Regions from separate parts of the Gasterosteus aculeatus genome. Here region 2 is linked to region 1. The links are chromatin contacts, called in public Hi-C maps. All regions are on one chromosome and are shown on one strand. The core of a region is the stretch at or near the end of the contact, and the rest is flanking DNA. Distances in the headings are between cores, read along the strand shown. Region 1 holds the start of stxbp6 (syntaxin binding protein 6 (amisyn)). Region 2 overlaps stxbp6 (syntaxin binding protein 6 (amisyn)).

Region 1 (3,005 bases), core at 252-2,751:
TGGGGGGGGTGTAATCTTATCTTTTATGGCATGCCAGAGCAAATTAAGCGCTGAACTCCTGCATGGGGAGAAGCAATGTTTTTCATTTAAGTGGGTTAGTTAACGCCATCGGGAGTCACGAGGGTTGCGATTAGGAGGCTCAGTGATCCCCTGAACCAAACGTCCCCGTCAGAGATACAGCGCCGGAGAGATAATTGGCCTTCAGGAATTTACTTCTATCTTTTGATTACACAAAGCACAAGACCAACCATTTCAGGGAAAAACAACACCAAGCATGTTGGGTAAACATTCATTCAGAATGAAATGGTCATGATGAAGATTCAAGGCTCGCTTCTTCTATTTTGGTGATGCCCAAATGTTTTATCCTTTGGTCATTTCTGCTTTCATCCAGATCTAGATGTTTCCAATGAGAAGGTATTTTGGAAATGTAATGGGTTTAACTGTAAACAAATAGATTACAGTTCAAACTGGGTGTTTGAAATAGTTTAAATTAACTTTTAATGTTGATTAAATATATTGATTCACTTTTCCCCTCCAGGATTATTTTGGTCTGCAACAAGCGTTTCATCACAAACTGCCATTATTATGAGACCATAACGTCACCATGTGGAGACTTTATGATCATTTAGGTGACCACAATTGTGGCCTTGTGAAAAAAGGAACAGACAGAAGCCCACAGCCCATAATCATCCTATTCGAGGTAGACTCCACCCGACACCGAATTTCACTGGACTATTTGTGAATGACCCGAAGTAGTGAGTGAAACTGGTTTCTGAACAAAGACACATAAACAGGACAATTAATGGAAATTGACTCGAATTCTCCAAAAGCTCCGAGTCAACGACGCGTCATCGCCAAGCTCTCCAAAGGCCCCCGCAACGCTCAACAGGAGCAACGCGACTAAACAAAACCCCGCGCGACTAATTGGAGAAAATAAAAACAGCAACTTCAGCCTGGCGCAACACGAGCACGTGCGCGCCAACAGTCACCGCGCACGCACACTTGTCGCAACTGGCAAGGCGACGCGGTGCAAACGTCGTTGAGCAGTGGAGACAAAATAATAGAAACAAACTACACGTATTGTGTCAAACCGGATTGAAAGCAGACGTCGGAGCTCGCGTGGACTTACCGACGTGTCCCGCTTTGAGACGCCTCTCCCCGCTTGCCTCGTCACGCTGAACGGGAGCCACTCGCGTGTAACATCGCGTCCACTTCACTTCCACGGCGGCCGTTCGTCGCTCTGGGAGCGGAGAGAGAGTTTGTTTTCCCCGCCGACGTGTCTGCGGAGGGGCTGTCTGACTGCGGCTGCGTGTGTCCGCGCGTGTGTGTGGGTGGGTTGTGCGACCGTGCGTGCGCACATGAAACCAAACCAGTAGCCGGGTTCCCAGACGCACGAACTGCGTCCTCGCGCACGGTGTCAGAGCAGCACGCAGCGCGCGTCCGCGTGACAGTTTACAACTAGTAGCGCAGGTTTTTCCATCCACAAACCCAAGACTCAACTAGTTAATCCAGTGGATTTACTCAAAGATACAATCCCGAAAAGTTACATTCCAACTCCGCAGCTTAATAATAGGCAGATGATTAGAATGTGACTTGGTAGATACTGATGAGTAATATTGTTTTTGGTGTTTATTATCGAAACATATGTATAAACTTAACAAACAAGCTTAAAAATAAAAGTTACAGTGCAGTTTATGAATTAAACAAATCTAGTATCTGTGTTTGCGACCCTAAAAACCCAATAACGCAATAAACGTGTCCATGACAATTGCACTGAGGAATCCTTATGGGGATGTTATGTAATGAGTATTTTTTTTAAACAGCTTCCCACAGTGTGGCCAACTGAATAATTCATTTCAATGCTCACTATATAAAAATGATTAGCTCTTCACTTTTTGAATGACTTGTTCGCACAGAGGACTATGACGAGGTTATGGCCCCACAATAGTCACTCAAAGTCCTTATCCACTGTAACAGCATTATGGAGGTAATGTCTTTTAGTTTTTTCACCCTGTAACTGAAACACTTTAAACGTGACGCTGCATGTAGCGCATAACGGCTCCCGAGATTATGATCGTCAATGAGAAAAGTATCAGGGTATTTCCCCAGAAAAAGCTGCTTAACTTCTTTTACCTGTTTTACGGCCGCCCACTACAGGAACCTGTGCTCAACCTCTAGTTTACCACCATTATTTGTTTCCAAAGCCACGACAACAGAGACGTATTCCTTGGGAATTCACACACACACACACACACACACAGAGGCAGTGGAACTGCATATGTCTGTCTCTGTTTTGCTCGGCTGAGTTCAAGTCATTCCAGTCTCCCTTCTGTAGTTCCTCCCTTGATTCGACTGCCTTCGAAAGCTCCGTCTACATCGTGGACGCACTCGGACACACTTGGGCAATGCTGCCTCATCTGAGACGCTTCAAGTGTGACGTGCTTCTGTTTCATTTGATTGTCAACGTGCTGCAGAAGGGGAAAGATGAGCAGTGGAGCCACTGTTTACGATGAGCGGAGGACCGGTTCGACCGGGGCAGATGTCTGTCAATTTGATGAGGAGGGATGAACAAATCCACTTCTGGCGCACAAACCGCAGTTCGAGATCAAAAACGAATGCTTCGGATTTCCTTCAATACACTGCAGTTAGTTTGTTTGTCTGTGGTAATCTGCTGCAACACCAAAGTCCTTTGAAAAGGTGTCATTTTAAGAATATAAGGACAACCGTATTCATTTCCTTCAGACGCTATTCTGTTATTTTCCCATATGAATAAAATCCGTTTACCGCCTCCACAAATGATTCTCTCATCCATGCAGTTGAAAAACAAAATAACGCCAATATCACAAATTCCTTCTTCTCCTGGATTGTATTAAAGTCGTCTAGCATTGTAATTCCACACCACATCAAGCTGCTCAACCATCTGGTGCGGCGTGTGGAAATAGTTCATTTCGAGAACATAAGAATTGAAAGATGTTTTGCTGAGTCTTCTGAGACCATCGCCTTGC
Region 2 (3,005 bases), core at 284-2,783, 34 kb before region 1:
AGACCTTGCAACGGAAAATGACTGAATCTACAGCTCGGTGTTCTGTGATGAGAAAGTATCAAACGTCACAGTCAGCTTTCATGTTGAAAACAGGTTTTGAAATTAGCCAAAGGGGGGGTTATCGTTTTTTGTGGTTATTAAATCATTAAGAGGTTCAGTTGTAAATGCCATGCAAGAAAAGAACAGAGAAACTAGTAACTGTTTGATGAGTCATCCATCAACTGACCGCTGACCTTCTTAAGAATGAAACATAAGCAACTGGCTGAAATGTTTGTCGAAGGCTGAGAGTTTAAAAGCATCCGGTTTGCTATCAGACTTATTTGTTCAGAGTCAGGTAAGTGGGAGGTATGCAATAATACGTCTAAAACTCTAGAATCAGTTCAGTCTACATTTGTGGATGATGCCATCCCAGAGGATCCTGCAGCCGGAGTCTCCCACAGTCATGGTCCCACACCTGAGCAGCGTCATGATCTTTGTTTTGCACTGGTGTGAGACTTAAACTGCGGTGGACAGAGTTGGCATCTTTTTTTCTGTTGCTCCAGTCTCAATGTGCGTCATAGACGACATCCTCTAACCCTGAGCCAGAAGGTCACGGCCGCATCATTAGCTAGTTGGACTGGCAGCATGGCGTCATTACATCTTGATCAAAAGCGGTTTGCGGATGTCTCTCCAAAAAAAAGTGTATTCCAAGACAGGACGGGTTGTTTTTGTGCGAGCCCTTTTATCACAGGCAGCGGTATGTGAATCCTAATCATCCACGAGACCAATGCTTCATCTGTAACTAGATGTACTGGAGGTGTGTGGTCGATTGTCTCCTCCTCTAAAGACCCCTGTCCTCTTCAGTGCTGTCAGGGACTCTTTCCACCTACACATACTGAGACTATAATACGCACCAGGGTTTGGTTTAAGCGTGTTAAACAGAGATACAGTATTCAGAGTAGGAGGGAGGTCGGGGCAACACGTTAGAGAGATCGACAGCTGTGTCATCAATGAGCAGATGGTGGGTTCTCACACACATTGAGCCAGAAAGGTGCAGAGGATCAGAGTTAAAAGTATTGAAAAGTACTTTCTTTGCTTCGTGAATGAAAGTTCTCAAAGGGAAACTTCACCAATTACAAGCAAACCATTTTAACTACAGGAATATGTGTTTTGTAATCGATTCACATATATGTGAGGCAGACCGATCAGCGTGTGTTCACATATGAGCTGGGCTTCACTTGAATACTGACTTCAAAGAGGAAAGTTAGTGTTACGGCTTTTAGTGTCGTATGTTATTTTGAAGGGTGATAAACCAATTGAAAATAAGAGTCTCACGCTTAAGCCACACAATTAAATCAACATCAAATAAATGAAAGGAACATTATAATTTAGTGGTCGTATCGACCTTCTGCGTGCTTTAAACCAGTTGAAGTGCGCCAGCTGCTTTGAGTCACAGCCGACTCATTTTGTTGGCCGTCTCCATCGACCTCACTTCGGCAAAGCACCCAACAGATGCTGTGTACGAGGATTAAGCATGCATTTTCATACACACCAGGTGCTGGTTGTCACCATGCATAATCAGATTCAAACTGGCTTACGGCACAGTATGGCAGCGGCCGCGTGGTGTTTGCCGAGCAGCATCAGCATTAACCAGGACAGTTAGCGGTGTCCATTTGGACCGTCTTACCCCCCAGCAGTTTGGACTGGCAGTTGACAAACTCCGGCTTCCTCGCTGCGCTGTAGCGCTGGCAGGTGTGGTGGAGAATCTGAATGAAGATGCATTTCTCTCCCGCCGAACCAGCAACCCACTGGTCAAAGGCATTCTCGAACATTAGGTCAAACTCTGGGCAGTCCTTGAAACAGCGATAGAGAGAGACGTGAGCGAAGTGAATATGTGAGCTCAGGAAAGAGAAACATCTAAACTAACAAGGAAGGTAGTGGCAACGGGGTTTTAAATAGTTGGATAAAAGAAATGGTTGTAGGGGGTCGGGGAATTACATACTTTGTTCGGGTTAATGCCGTTGACCTGTCTTAGCTCGTCGATTGTCCACTGTGACCGTTTCACAAAGGCAGAAGATCCTTGGAACTGCTTCACCTTGGTGATGGATACATGAGAGGGTTTCTTGTTTGTCACTGTTGGAACAAGAACAATAAAACACACCAGATAAGATTTAACTGAAACGTTGTGTAATGTGCAGCCTTGATGTCTATTGTGTAGTTGGACAAGTCTTGATTAAGGTTAATGGACAGTTCAGGTCACATGAGGAGGAACATTCAAGTCAAGCAAAAGTGCGAAGACCTTCTGTGGGCGGCAGAAACAAAGGCAGGCTTTGAGAGTAGACGTTTCCCTTTTGAAGCCAATAGCAACAAAGACAATGGTAACATTTCCTACGAAGCCTAACCCTTAACAGACTCTCTAAACATGGATCTGGCTCTAACATTTACCCCGTCAAATTGCGCGGAATAATCATTCATACAAAATATTACATGAAGAGTTTCTCTTCTATTGTTACAGCCAAAGCACAACTTGCTGAGTGTGTTTACACTCTGCAGGACACAACCTGTCTCCTCTTCTACTGCTGAGTCACTAACATGCTGCACTGCGACCAAGAATGGACGTATGAACAAGTCACAGGAGACAAATGGACTTAATGATACAGGCTAAACATGTTTTAATAACTAACAGAGGCGCCTGGGACCTTTCTACCTTTAATGAGATAATTGTGTCCCTTGCCGCACTAATCTCAACACTGCAGTACTTTCCGTTTTATTCCCATTGACATCAGTGTTTGACTCTTAACATACAGAGATGTCCATGTTTACAGATCATTGAAGCACATAGTTCTACTGTGTGCTGGATGGGTGTGTGGCTGGATACCGACCCCCTTTTTATTATCTTTTTACAAGCTTTTGTGTTGCTTTTTTAACCCTGGCAGCAAACCCCTGCTTCCGCTTTCCCATTGTGTCATCTCAGAAACATCGATGTGTTTGGAAAATGTTCCCCTTCGGTCAGTCTTTAGTCTGCT

What was found. A called contact is a pair of places that touch in the nucleus more often than the background predicts.
Region 2: a Hi-C map of skeletal muscle shows a contact between it and region 1, with 2.8 times the contacts expected there. The contact joins the enhancer-like site here to the promoter of stxbp6 in region 1. A contact is called at or near these places in 5 of 6 Hi-C or Micro-C datasets (liver, skeletal muscle, tail fin and 1 more).

What each region holds. Positions count from the first base shown.
Region 1 is chr15:10,188,937-10,191,941 of fGasAcu3.hap1.1, reverse strand. stxbp6 (syntaxin binding protein 6 (amisyn)) reads right to left here and starts at 1,501. Exons shown (of 6, transcript XM_040199906.2): 1 at 1,130-1,501.
Region 2 is chr15:10,222,544-10,225,548 of fGasAcu3.hap1.1, reverse strand. stxbp6 (syntaxin binding protein 6 (amisyn)) reads right to left here. Exons shown (of 6, transcript XM_040199906.2): 3 at 1,982-2,112; 4 at 1,667-1,832. Among protein-coding and RNA genes, the nearest start is that of stxbp6, 34 kb to the right of the region's middle. Within about 2 kb of position 1,533, at least 2 of the 9 cell types and tissues checked have open chromatin away from gene starts, as enhancers often do. A contact at or near this core is called in liver, where this site is marked.